Regions from separate parts of the Pan troglodytes genome. Here region 2 is linked to region 1. The links are chromatin contacts, called in public capture Hi-C maps. All regions are on one chromosome and are shown on one strand. Each heading gives the region's core, a stretch centred on a gene start, on an enhancer-like site or on the middle of the called end of the contact. The rest is flanking DNA. Distances are from core to core; before and after follow the strand shown.

Evidence for each region. Capture Hi-C pulls out chosen DNA fragments and counts their contacts.
Region 2: a capture Hi-C map of stem cell-derived neural stem cells shows a contact between it and region 1, with 3 times the contacts expected there. The contact joins two enhancer-like sites. A contact is called at or near these places in 2 of 7 Hi-C or Micro-C datasets (both in induced pluripotent stem cells) and 1 of 1 other capture datasets (stem cell-derived neural stem cells).

The regions. Positions count from the first base shown.
Region 1 is chr1:222,744,191-222,751,036 of NHGRI_mPanTro3-v2.0_pri, reverse strand. All of the region lies in intron 3 of H6PD (hexose-6-phosphate dehydrogenase/glucose 1-dehydrogenase), which reads left to right. Among named protein-coding and RNA genes, the nearest start is that of H6PD, 19 kb to the left of the region's middle. Within about 2 kb of position 2,711, at least 7 of the 24 cell types and tissues checked have an H3K27ac peak or open chromatin away from gene starts, as enhancers often do. A contact at or near this core is called in stem cell-derived neural stem cells, where this site is marked.
Region 2 is chr1:222,891,897-222,898,742 of NHGRI_mPanTro3-v2.0_pri, reverse strand. It overlaps GPR157 (G protein-coupled receptor 157), which reads right to left. Exons shown (of 4, transcript XM_016953592.4): 2 at 3,023-3,236. Among named protein-coding and RNA genes, the nearest start is that of GPR157, 17 kb to the right of the region's middle. Within about 2 kb of position 2,857, at least 1 of the 24 cell types and tissues checked has an H3K27ac peak or open chromatin away from gene starts, as enhancers often do. A contact at or near this core is called in stem cell-derived neural stem cells, where this site is marked.

The DNA of each region.
Region 1 (6,846 bases), core at 1,462-3,961:
CACCCTACACACACCGCAGGCCATTCTCCCCCACTCCCCACCCCACACACACCGCAGGCCATTCTCCTCCACTCCCCACCCCACACACACCACAGGCCATTCTCCCTCACTCCCTACCCTGTCCTCTGCCCTGCCAAGGGTTCCGGTGGATCCCAGCTGCCCTCCACCCCTGCAGTGGTGCAACCCTAGCTGACTCCTAGGCAGGGGTGGCACCTGCGTAACCGAAGCCAGCACCCTGAGTGCTGGGAAGGGAGGGGCTGCAAGCCAGGCTTGGGAAATGGAGCATTCCCGGTCCAGAGCTGCTGCAGGCCCCGGGAAAGGGACTTCTGAGCTGCAAGGTCGTTTGGATGTCTTCCCCCACCCGCATCACACACATCTAAGTGGGTGGAAGCCGGCTTCCCCGGCTCCCTCCCCTCCATCCTCCATGCTGGGTGAGTGTTGTTTTTTTTTTTCCTGCTGCAGCCTCTGGCCCAGAGGAGTTTGCTGCAGAGTCAAGGCTGCTGCACAGGCCGGAGGGGGTGGGGAGGAGGAAAGGAAGACGCGATCTGGTTCCCAGCTCCCTCTCAGCCTGACCTGGGGTGCTCCTCCTGTGCGTCCCAGTCCGTGAGCCCCTGAGAGTCACAGCCCCCCTGGGTACCCTGGCTGGGGTCTCGAAGCAGCATGGGCCATAAAAGGAGAGTCACTGAGCCTCCTTCATCCCAGAGATGACCCTGGCTGGCCCTCATCATGGCATCGGGAGGGCTCTGCAGACAGGTGGGCCCATGTGATTAATGGGCTGTGTTCAGCTGTCTGGGTCCGGCTGCCTTTTCTGTCGGGAGTGCTGGAATTGGAACTGAGGTCTTGGCACCTCAGAGCCTGAGCCTCTAACCACTGAGCTCCACAGCCTCCCCAGCTGGCCAGGCCCTCAGCAGTTGGCCTCCCTGCTGGAACGCACTCGAGGCCAGTCTCCTTGCTGCCCTAGTTTCCCCTCTGTGTAGAAGGCCTGCTGCTGTTGTTGTTGCTGCTGCTGTTGTTGTTGTTGTTGTTAGAAAGAAGGAGGGAGACTTCCTGAGGACATCACTGCTGGGAGGGTCCCTGTCCTGACATGGGGGAAAGGAGCTTGATGCTTGCCCACCTCTGAGGGCTGGAGTGACCGTTCACTGCCTCTCACTGAGGGACCAGGGCATCCAGGGTCCTTCCAGGCACACACCAGCTGTCCCGCCTTCCAGCCTGGTGTGCCAGAAGGGGCCAGGAGCTCACTCAGCAGGGCCGGTTCCCCTTCCCGCCCCCTCTGCAGAGCTGTCTGCAAGGTGAGCCCAGGGCAGCTGCCGGATCTCCTGTCCAGAGAGAGCACCAGCAAGCACACTGCGCTCTCCTTGGCCCTCACCTCTTTTTATTTTTAGTAATCCCAGAAGGTGTTGATAGGGATTGCAGCTGGCTCTTAGTTGTCTTTTTTTTTTTTTTAATCTATTTTTGTTGAGAAAACCTGGATTTCCCACAATGTGGAAGCAATGAGGAAGGGGTTTCTGGTCCCGGTTCTGAAGGCTGTGACCTTCAGCGCACATCTATACAATGCTGATAGCCCCGGCACCTCTCTCTCTTGGGTGGTTCTAAGGATTAAATCAGATAATGCACACGGAAATACGTTACAAATGGAAGTGTTGTTGTTCTTCCAAGTTTGCAAGGAGAGGCAGCGGCAGTGTTCTTGCAGTGTGTCTGAGTTCCACGTGACTTATATTGGATTATTATATAAATCCTGTAATTGATCTGTCATACTTTTATGTCCATTCTTTATGTCATATTTCTCTCTCACATATACATACACAGTTGTATACATGCTTAAATCTCTATGTATTAGCAGTCTGCACAACATATACCTTTTAATATTTATATTTCTGTTCAGTTCTGTTCATACCACAGAATATGTGTTATAAACTCTTTATTAAGCTTTTTGGTTGTTTCTAGTTTTTTGCTATTTTATTATTATTATCTTGGAGTCTTGTTATGTTACCCAGGCCGGTCTTGAACGCCTGGTCTCAAGCGATCCTCTCTTGCTTTAACCTCCCAAATAGCTGAGACTACAGGAGTGCTCCACCTCCCCGGCTTCTATCTTAGATAGTACTTTGTGAGCTTTTTTAAAAATTGAGATACAATGCACATACCACAAAATTTACGCTTTTAAAATATAAAATTAAGTGGTTTTTAGTATATTTACAAAGTTATGCAACTACTATCTAATTCGAGAACATTTATGAGCATTTTAAAAAACATATTCCCTTTAAGTATATACTTCGGCAGTAGAACGACGGGGCCGAAGGGGAGAAGTGCTTTCTAGCTGTTACTCTCTGTTATGAGTCTGAGCAGCACAGCTGGCGGGCACAGCCATGGCCCCCCTGCTTTGTCATCCTCTGACCTTGGACGAGCTCTGGATGCGCACAGGTGGGAGCCAAGTTTACAGGGGGTCTTTCCTCCCAGTGTCCACCCTGGTTGTGCTTTTCTCTATCCTTTTCATATACTGATGGGTTTCAACCCTCAACTTTCAACCCGGGAAAATACACTAGGAGCCAATATAGATCATTTTTAGGAGAAATCAGTCCACAATAATGGGCAGTAACTAGAAAAGATCAACATCAGCAGGAGGGCCAGCCCCTCGCCTCCTGTCCTTGCACTCAGCTGCATGGCCTCTTCCCGGGGAGGTGCCAGGCCACAGTCCCGGTCACTGCATTAAACTCTGAAAAGACGGAGCCAACCAGGCAAAGTCCATAAATCTACAGGCCGTGTTAAACACAGGCGCACCCCCTGAAGCTTGAAATTAAGGAATAAAGGAAGCTCTCTTTTACCCAGCAGGTAGTAAACCCGTGGAATGCATTCTTTTTGAGAATTGAGAGAGGATAAAAATAGGAAAGGGGCCGCTTAGGGATTCGCTACATTAATGAATAGTAAGCAGATAACAGGGCTTTTAGGGACTCTGTTGTGTTCCCTTCATCAAAAATTCATCTGTTTTTAAAGCTTTGAGTATGCTGTTGACATATAAATCCACTGTAATTCATTGATTGGAAGACATATTTTTCATATTTGGACGTCTCTGAAGTTGGGTTTATCCTTAATGGGGTGACATACTGGAACTGGAAACCCTTTTCTTTCTTAGGGGTTATAAAACAGCGATGCTTCCGCCACTGATGGCATTTCAGGTTTGATGAAATCCAGTTTATCTCCAGTGTGCGTTGTCTCCCCAGGCCCTAGTTTATACTTCCAGCCGCCTTTTAGATCATTTCATGGGGTGTTGCACCATCCCTTCAGATTCAGCAGATTTAGAATGAAAACCATCACTGCATTTTTCTCATGAAATACCAACTGTGTTTTCTAACCTCTTTATTTCAAATGGGAACAGTGCTCTCTGAGTGACCAGGCTGGTAGCCCTTCTCTTACAGCATCTGTCATAAGAAAAATTCCAACCAGTCTTTATCAGTGTTTCCTGTGTGCTAGCCACTGTTCCAAGCCCTGTGTGGATATTAACTCCTTCAGGCCCACAGAAGCCCTGTAAGGGAGGTGCGGGGATTGTTGCTTGTTGGTATGTGAGGTGACGTCAGTTGCTGGAGATCACAGGGCTGAAAGATGGCAGAGCCGGTATTTAAACCGCGGCAGGCTGGGCACAGTGGCTTATACCTGTAATCCCAGCACTTTGGGAGGCTGAGACGGGTGGATCACTTGAGGTCAGGAGTTCAAGACCAGCCTGGTCAAATGGTGAAACCCCATCTCCACTAAAAATACAAAAATTATCCAGGCATGGTAGTGTGTGCCTGTAATCCCAGCTACTCGGGAGGCTGAGGCAGGAGAATTGCTTGAACCCAGGAGGCGAAGGTTACAGTGAGCCAAGATCACGCCACTGCACTCCAGCCTGGGTAACAGGGGGAGACTCCATCTCCAATAAAATAAAACAAAATAAGATAAGATAAAATAAACTGGAGCAGCCTGGCTCCAGAGACCACACTCCAGATCACAGCTCTGTACCACCATTCAAGGATCCAGCCAGTCACCAAGTAGTTTGTATTCATCTGCTATAATAACTTCTTTGCAGTTCACTGTGACTTGGTTCCCTCCTACCTTTGTTACTTCCTTTGATGGCAGCAAAGGCTGCCTCACTGATTTCACTACCACCAGTCCCATCCTGTTCATCTTGGAGGTCGCAGACAGCTTCATCTTCCTGAAGTACCTCTTTCGTGCTTCTGCTTCCCTGTTCTAAAACCTTTTTAAAAAAGTTTTATTGAGCTGTAACTCACAAATCCTACTACACTTTACCCAGTTAAGGTGGACAGGCCAGTGAGCTTTCGTGTATTCACAGAGTTGTGTGTCAGTACCACAATCAATTTTAGGACATGTTCATCACGGCAAAGGAAGCCCTGTACCCCTTAGTTGTCATCCCACAATTTCCCCCTCTCCCCAGCTCCTGGCAACCACAGAAATGCATTCTCTCTGCGGGGTTGCCTGTTCTGGATATTTTGTACATATAGGATCATACGGTGTGTGGTTTCCATCAGTTAGCATCCTGGGTTCAGAGTTCACCCATGTTCTAGCATGTACCAGCACTTCATTTCTTTTTACTGCTGAATAATATCTTATTGTATAGATATACCATACTTTATCCAGTCACCAGTTAGTGGACATTTGGGTTGCCTCTACTTTTTGGCTGTTATATATAATGCTGCAATGAGCATTCATGTACAAGCTTTTGTGTGGACCTGCATTTTTATTTCTCTTGAGTATAAACCCAGGAGTGGGGTTGCTGGAGGATCATGACTCTGTTTAACTGTTTGAGGCCAAGAACTCTTATTTATTTATTTATTTTTTATTTTTTATTTTTGGAGACAGGGTCTTTATCTGTCGCCCTGGCTGGAGGGCAGTGGTGCAATCATAGCCCACTGCAGCCTCGACCTCCTAGGCTTAAGTGATCCTCCCACCTCAGCCTCCCAAGTAGGTGGGACCACAGGTGTATTTCACCATGCCCAGCTAATTTTTGTATTTTTTGTAGAGATGGGGTTTTGCCATGTTGCCTAGGCTGGTCTTGAACTCCTGGACTCAGGAGATCTGCCCACCTCAGCCTCCCAAAGTGCTGGGATTACAAGCATAAGCCACTGCGCCAGGCCTTAGGTCCCTTTCAAATACAAGATATTCCTGATTTTCCTGTTCTATTATTGCAGGGGAAGGGAAGAATTGTCTTTTTACATTCTCCCGAAAAGGAGAATTGGAAGATTTGGTCACCCTGGGCCCACACTCCTGTGAGGCACCACCTGAATGCACCTGAGGTACTTAACTGTACCTCTGAGGGACACCAGCCTTACTCCATCCTTTTCGCTTTTGCTGGCCCCGGTAGGCATTGGAATCTCTGAGCTTTGCCCTAGACCCCTCCTTCCAGAAGCTCAGCCGTCTTCTTCATTGTGCTCTGTTTCTAAAGGCCAGTGGTGCCCACGCCACTCAACTTCACACCGTTCTGTTGTAGGGTTGAAGAGTGGGTAATTAAAAGGGAAATGTTTTGGGGGTAAGAATTGCAGGCTCTGGGTCCAACTGCCTGGGTTTGAAGCTATTTTTACCTCTTTACCAGCTGTGTGTGACCTTGGGTAAGTTATCCAACCTCTCTGAACTTCAGGTTCCTTATATTTTAAAATAGGGGAAATAGAGGGGCCTCCTTATATGTTGTTATTCTGAGGATAAATGGACTGATCCACAAACATTGCTGGCATCAGTTTCTCTTTTTCTGGATGTCTTCTCAACAATAGCACAAGAACTTGAAGGCCACAACACTACAGAGCTGGGGGATCTCAGCCATTGTTTTCCCAGTGGAGACCACTCTTGGCATTTTGGTTGGCACAGTTGGGCTGGACTTCCTGCTCATTTGAAGGTTTAGTATCCCTGGACAGAGCTGCACCCTCCAGCTCCTGGTTGTTATGGCCGGGGACAGAGTGCCTTCCTACGAGTGGCTGCCGGCTTCATTTCTTGCCCCCCAACACTGGTGCTGCTGTCGGGAATGGCATATCGGGCTGGATTCAGGGCAGGTTGTTCCCCCAGCTGTGACCTGGACATGCTTGCTGTCTGGTTGGCCGGAGAGTGCACACCACCAACCTGGTCAGGGCAGGTGCCCAGGACTGGCGCCATGGACCCAGAGTGGCTGCTGGGAGGGGAGCATGCTGGGCTCAGCAGGCCTGAACTTAGGATCTGCTGCTTTTTGTCTGTTGGAATTAAATGTTAACTAGATACTAGGTAAATTTAAAGTTTACAGAATGCATGGAAGAGATACAGAACTATGGTATAACAAACGGGGATGCACCTACCACCCGTTTTTAAAAAAGAATTTGATTCTCCTGCGTGTCCCTCCCCACGTTCTGACCTATTTCCTCATCTTACACTTCCAAGTTGTGGATAGATTATTCCCTCACTTCTCTTTCTGTTTCCATGCACGCCTAGTTCCCTAAACAACCTGTTGTTTAATTTTGAACAAGAGTCATCCTGTATGTGTCCGAGCATGGATCTTTTTGTCTCTGTGTCCAGCATTTGGGAGAATCGCCTCAGCTCTGTCTTCTGCTAGCTGACTCTTTTCAGCTGTTTCTCATCTGTAAGGCCCATCTACTGAATTTCTAGTTTCCAATTATATTTTTCATTTATTGAAGTTCTGTTTATTTTGGTCACTTTATATCCTGTTTTCTTTTTCTTTTCTTTTCTTTTCTTTTCTTTTTTTTTTGAGACAGGGTCTCATGCGGTGTTGTCCAGATGGGGTGCAGTGGCAGGTTCACAGCTCACTGCAGCCTTGACCTCCTGGGCTCAAGCAATCCTCCCACCCCAGCCTCCCAAATAGTTGGGACCACACTTGGCTAA
Region 2 (6,846 bases), core at 1,608-4,107, 150 kb before region 1:
TACTGTCTGCTCCTAGCAGTGCCTGTCCCAGCTCACCGATTCTTGGCTCATTCCTAGCTAGAGGCAACTAGCACATTCTCAGCAACCTGCCCACTTCTATCCCGTTTTTCTGAAACACTTGCTGATTTGGAAAAGAGGACCCATTGTCACCCGTAAGGGTCAGCCTCAGCCCTGTAGGCTTCCTGCCCTGCCAAAGGAAAGGCAGAAAGAAAGACACACAAAGGGCATCTGTAGAGAAGAGTCCTGGGCAGGGCCTGGTGGAGCGCCTGGGATACTTCATCAGGGGTCCCGGAAACTTTCCAGGGCAGTGGAAAAGAAGAGGAGGTGAGGAGGGCATTCATCACCTGGGCAGGAGACCAACTACTAATAAAAGTCTAGAAGAAGACAAAAGATGATTTCATTTTTTCTTTTTTTTGAGACAGGGTCTCACTCTGTCACCCAGGCTGGAATACAGTGAACTCCCAGGCTCAAGTGATCCTCCTGCCTCACTGTCTCAGCCTCTCAAGTAGCTGGGACTATAGACATGCACCAGCACACCAGCTAATTTTTTTTTTTGAGAAGGAGTCTCTCTGTCACCCAGGCTGGAGTGCAGTGGCGCGATCTCAGCTCACTGCAAGCTCCGCCTCCCGGGTTCACACCATTCTCCTACCTCAGCCTCCTGAGTAGCTGGGACTATAGGTGCCCGCCACCACGCTCAGCTAATTTTTTGTATTTTTCATAGAGACAGAGTTTCACCGTGTTGGTCTCGATCTCCTGACCTCGTGATCCGCCCACCTCGGTCTTCCAAAGCGCTGGGATTACAGGCGTGAGCCACCGCGCCCGGCCCTAATTTTTTTTTTTTTTTTTTTTTGAGATGGAGTCTTGCTCTGTGGCCCAGGCTAGAGTACAATGGTGCAATCTCGGCTCACTGCAACCTCTGCCTCCCGGGTTCAAGTGATTCTCCTGCCTCAGCCTCCTCAGTAGCTGGGATTCCAGGCACCTGCCACCACGCCCGGCTAATTTTTGTATTTTTATTAGAGACGGGGTTTCACCACGTTGGCCAGGCTGGTCTTGAACTCCTGACCTCAGGTGATCTACCTGCCTCGGCCTCCCAAAGTGCTGGGATTACAGGTGTGAGCCACCATGCCCAGCCTTAATTTTAATTTTTATTTATTTTTTTTGAGGTGCAGTCTTGCTCTGTCGCCCAGGCTGGAGTGCAGTGGCGTAACCTCGGCTCACCGCAACCTCCATTTCTTGGGTTCAAGTGATTCTCCTGCTTCAGTCTCCCGAGTAGCTGGGACTACAGGCGTGTGTCACCACATCCAGCTAATTTTTGTTATTTTTGGTAGAGACAGGGTTTCACTGTGTTGGCCACACTGGTCTGGAACTCCTGACCTCAAGTGATCCACCCACCTCGGCCCCCCAAACTGTTGGGATTATGGGCATGAGCTACCGCACCCAGTCCAAAAAGATTTCAGACCAATGGGAAGTCCCACAACCATCTCCAGCAAGGACTCCACCTGAGGCAGAAGCGGGGTCTAGGGCGGGTGAGAACTGGTTACATTTCCAAGCAAGAAGAAAAGAGAAAACTAAAGGTCTTGACGTGAGAAGACACAACGGGAGTGGAGGGTGGGGATTAGGTGTCCAGATGGCCACAGCTGCAAGGTGCATCCTGGCTCAGAAATGGCTGCTGGGAGGACAGAATGGCCTACAAGATGGGTACACACCCTCCTACAATTTCAGCCCTGAAAACTCAGAGGGCAAATAGAAACACAGGGACTCACGCCAGCAAGCCTGCAGGATGAGCCCGGAAGTCTAAATTTAGAGCATTTCCTCTGGACCTATCTTACTGCCCCAGCCACTCCTCACATTGAATCTTTGCCTGTAGTTACTTGCACTTCTGCCTCTCTCCAGGAGGGCAGGATCCATGTCCGAGTCCTCAAGATGAACTCCCATGCTATACAGCACTTTGGTGCTAGGAGATGCTCAGTAAAAACATACTGAATGAGGCCAGGCGCGGTGGCTCACGCCTGTAATCCCAGCATTTTGGGAGTCCGAGGCGGGCGGATCACTTGAGGTCAAGAGTTCCAGACCAGCCTGGCCAACATGGTGAAACCCTGCCTCTACTAAAAAAACAAAAATTAGCTGGGCGTGGTGGCACGTGCCTATAATCCCAGCTACTCGGGAGACTGAGGTAGGAGAACCACTTGAACCTGGGAGGCAGAGGTTGCAGTGAGCCGAGATTGTGCCACTGCACTCCAACCTGGGCGACAGAGCAAGACCCTGTCTCAAAAATAAATAAATAAATAAAACTAAAATAACATACAGAATGAGTGACCGAGTGGATTAAAGAATGGGTTAATCTGTGGCCTTTTGCAGGCGTTTGCTTGTGGCCAGGAGGAAGCCCCTAGTTCCACATGTGCAGACTGGGAGGCAGGAACAAGGAGGAACTGGGCCAAGGTGTCAGAGGAAAGCCATTCTTTCCTAGGCTCTCCAGCCAGCCCAGCCCACTCATTTCTGAATTCCGGAAACCCCTGCCATTTAGGATATAATAAATCACTAGGAAAATTTAGGTGAGTTATTTGCATCACTGATTGTGAAATTCCACAGTCCTCCCTTCCCCTGGGGCAGCCCGGCCTTGGGTCCGTCCTCGCCTTTTCGCTAAATTCCTCGAGTTTAAGCAGCCACCACAGGCCGTCCACCAGGGGGCAGGAGAGGGCCGTGACCGACGACACAGCAGCCCTGTCCGCCGCAGCCCTGTGCCCCCACAGGCCCTTAATCGGCTAAGCCTCGTTTCCTTATCTACAAAGGAGTAACAGGACCCGGCTCCTAACGAGGCAGCAGGAACCAATGCACGATCCGTGTAACACAGCGTGTTGCATGGTGTCTGGTGCACAGTAAGTGCCTGGTCCCCTCTGGCCCATCACTGGTTCTGTCCCCAGAGACGCAACCTGTCCCCTCGGGTGGCCAAACTCAATGCCAGGCCTTGCACCTGGGCGCAGCAGCCATATAGAGGGCCCTGAGCTCTGAGGGCAGCGCCTACCGCTCTGTTGATGTGCTTCCGGACCAGGAGGTACAGCAGAGGCAGCAGCACATATGCCAGCATCTCCCACAGCTTCCCCGTCAGCAGCATCCACAGGACATGGTCCTTGGCCTCCAGGTCGATCCAGCACCAGCCCACAGACACGTCCGAGGCATCATAGCCAATCTTCTTCAGGGCGACGGCTGCCACAGTGATGACCAACGGGACCCCCCAGCTGAGGAAGGAGGAGAGAAAGAGGCATCGGGGTCAGGCCATGGCTCCCGGCAATGTCAGCCTTCGCAAAAATGACGGAGGACACCCTTCAGAAAGGGGATGCTCTCCAGAGCCTGGATGGCACAGTGGCCCTGGAAAATAAGAAGGGGTAGGTGTTGCCCTGGGAGCCTGGCTCTACTTTAGAATTCTTCGGGGACTGGCATTAGAATGGAGTGACGTGGGACAGCCAGCTCCCAGCGTGTGCCCAGCTCCTTTTGCATACATGTGTGTACAGAGTTCGAGACCAGGCCGGCCAACATGGTGAAACCCTGTCTCTACCAGAAATACAAAAATTAGCCGGGCGTGGTGGTGCACACCTGTAATCTCAGCTACTTGGGAGGCTGAGGCAGGAGAATCATTTGAACCCAGGAGGTGGAGGTTGCAGTGAGCTGAGATTGTGCCATTGCGTTCCAGCCTGGGTGACAGAGTGAGACTCCATCTCAAAAAAAGAAAAAAGAAAAGAGTTTTGTATACATGTGTGTACAGAGCACAGGCACAGGGCCAGGCAGGTGTGTGAGTGTTTGCTGGTGTCATGACTGTTGTGAGTCATGTCCTGCTGTCCCAGGGTTCAGGCCTGTGGTGCAGACAGTGGTGCTGCGTGAGGCCTGTCTGGTTTCTGTTCCAGGAAGCCTTGGGCACCAGTGTGCGAACACCTGTCCATGCTCGTGCAAATGTGCCACAAACGATCAGCACCCCCTGGTCAGCCCTTGGGTCTAGGAGTGCACACATCGGGGGCTTAGGGTTGCCTGGGCAGGGAATTCCAGGGTTCTGCTTACCTTCGGCAGGCTCTAGGAGGGGGAACGTGAGCTTTGGGCAGTGCGTCCCTTTGGCCTTGAGGACTTCTTACACAATGGCGGGGAATGGAACCTGGCAAGGGTCAACGGGGACCTTTGAAAAATAAAGCTCAGGTAGGGGCCCCTCCAAGGGCAGTGTTGGGCTCAGTTTTCTTTTTTCTTTTTTTGAGACGGAGTCTCGCTCTGTCACCCAGGCTGGAGTGCAGTGGCACAATCTCAGCTCATTGCAACCTCCACCTCCTGGGTTCAAGCGATTCTCCTGCCTCAGCCTCCTAAGTAGCTGAGATTACAGGCGTGCACCACCAAGCCCGGCTAATTTTTATATTTCTACTAGAGACAGGGTTTCACCATGTTGGCCAGCCTGGTCTTGAACTCCTGACCTCAGGTGATCCACCTGCCTCAGCCTCCCAAAGTGCTGGGATTATAGGCCTGAGCCACCATGTCCGGCCCGGGCTCAGTTTTCTAGAGCGCTCTCCCACAGCCAGCCACACAGCCAGGAGCAGGCCCCTTCCCTGTGGTCCTTGAACCAGTCTGTTCCTTACATAGCAATGGAGCACACAAAGGCTATAGTGGCTCCTGAGAGAGGCAGGTAGTGGGGTAGTTAAGAGCTTGGATTTTAGTGTAGTGGGCTTGGATTTTAGTGCAGCGGGCTGGATCCAAGTCCCACTTCTGCCCCTGCTCGGGCAAGTTATTTAGCCTCAACACGTCAGGTTCTCTGCAAAGTGTGGATGACGACAGTGACTACAGGGTGTCATTGCAGGGTCGTTATGAGAATAAACAAATACATGTGTGTACAGAGCACAGGGCCAGGCAGGTGTGTGAGTGTTTGCTGCTGTCGTGAGTCACGTCCTGCTGTCCCAGGGTTCAGGCCTGTGGTGCAGACACTGCTGCTGTGTGGGGCCCGTCTGGTTTCTGTCCTGGGAAGAAGACACAAGTACCCCTGTCCTAGGTCAGGTGCCTGGAGCGCAAAGCCTTAGGTAAACAGGAATGATACTATGACAACTATGAGATCAGAGTTCAACATGAATCTGAGGCCAGAATGAGGCCAGGAGAACTGTGCTTCAAGGGTTTCTCCCAAATGCTGCAGGGCTGGCAGAGCAGGCCGGGCAGGGATGAGGATGGAAGGGAAAAGTCAGTTCCCTGGGACTGGGAAGGCCTCATGCAGGATGCTTCCAGAACAGAGGGGCCCTGGCCAACCATCCCCTCTGCAGCATTCTCCAGTCCCCACTGGCCTCTGTAGGGAAGGGCAGGAGGGCTGATGGCAGAGTCACATCACCCTCAGTGGCCTCGGTGGCAGGAGGCAGCATGTCCTGTTGGAAGTCCCAAAGACACAGGAGCAAAAAGACCACAAAAGGCCAGGCGCGGTGGCTCATGCCTGTAATCCCAACACTTTGGGAGGCCAAGGTGGGCAGAACACTTGGGGTCAGGAGTTTGAGGCCAGCCTGGCCAACATAGTGAAACCCCGTCTCTACTAAAAGTACAAAAATTGGTGGGCGTGGTGGTGCATGCCTGTAATCCCAGCTACTTGGGAGCCTGAGGCAGGAGAATCGCTTGAACCTGGGAGGCAGAGGTTGCGGTGAGCCGAGATCACGCCACTGCACTCCAGCCTGGGTGACAGAGCAAGACCCTGTCTCAAAAAAAAACCAAACACACACACACACACACACACAACACCCATAAAAGAAAGGGTTGTTTTAAAACTCATGACAGGCCAGGCGAGGTGGCTCACGCCCGAATCCCAGGACTTTTGGGACTTTGGGAGGCCGAGACAGGTGGACCACCTGAAGTCACGAGTTCGAGACCAGCCTGGCCAACATGGTGAAACTCCATCTCTACCAAAAATACAAAAATTAGCCAGGTGTGCTAGTGCGTCCCTGTAATCCCAGCTTAGTGGGAGGCTGAGGTGGGAGAATCCCCTGAATCCAGGAGGTGGAGGTTGCAGTGAGCTGAGATTGCGCCACTGAACTCCAGCCTGGATGACGAAGTGAGACTCTGTCTCAAAAAAAAAAAAAAAGTAATCGGCTCTTCAAGTGCCACCACGTCAATCCTCTAGTCATAATGTGCTGTTCCTCGTTACTTTACAGTTGCAGGATTCCGCTAAGGAATTCTGGGAAGGAGGTGAGCACTGTATGTAGGCACAGTCCCCCTGCAGGAGGCTGGTCTGGAGCTGGGGTCACTCAAATAGGGGATTCCCCTCTGAGTTGGGCCTGGGAGGGTCACGGTCGGCACAGCACTCCTTTGGGCTCCCTCTGCATCCCGACGGGCCCTCATGGGAAACCGGGGGACCACACGGAACCGCACTCTGTAACTTTAGGGTTGCAGTACTAAAGCTACAAGGCGGTAGATTTCTTCTGTGATACTGAGTTTGTGCTGGGAAGTAACCAAAGGGAAGGTCAAATAGGCAGAGGGTTTTGAAAGGGTTAAGAATGTGGGTTTAAATTAGCCAGGCGTGGCAGTACACACCTGCAATCCCAGCTACTCAGGAGGCTGAGGCAGGAGAATCATCTGAACCCGAGAGGCAGAGGTTGCAGTGAGCCGAGATTGTGCCACTGCACTTCAGCCTGGGTGACAGAGCGAGACTCCGTCTCAAAAAAAAAAAAAAGAATAAAAGAATATGGGCCTGATCAACAGGGAGGGGTTGTTTGAACACACAGAAGGAGCAGCTGTGTGAGGGCCAGAAGCTGCCAGAGGGTGGTATTTGAGAGAGAAGAGGTAAGAGGTAGAATCAGGGACCAGTGGGAATGGAGAGGGTGGAATGGTCCACTGATCCTGCAAAGC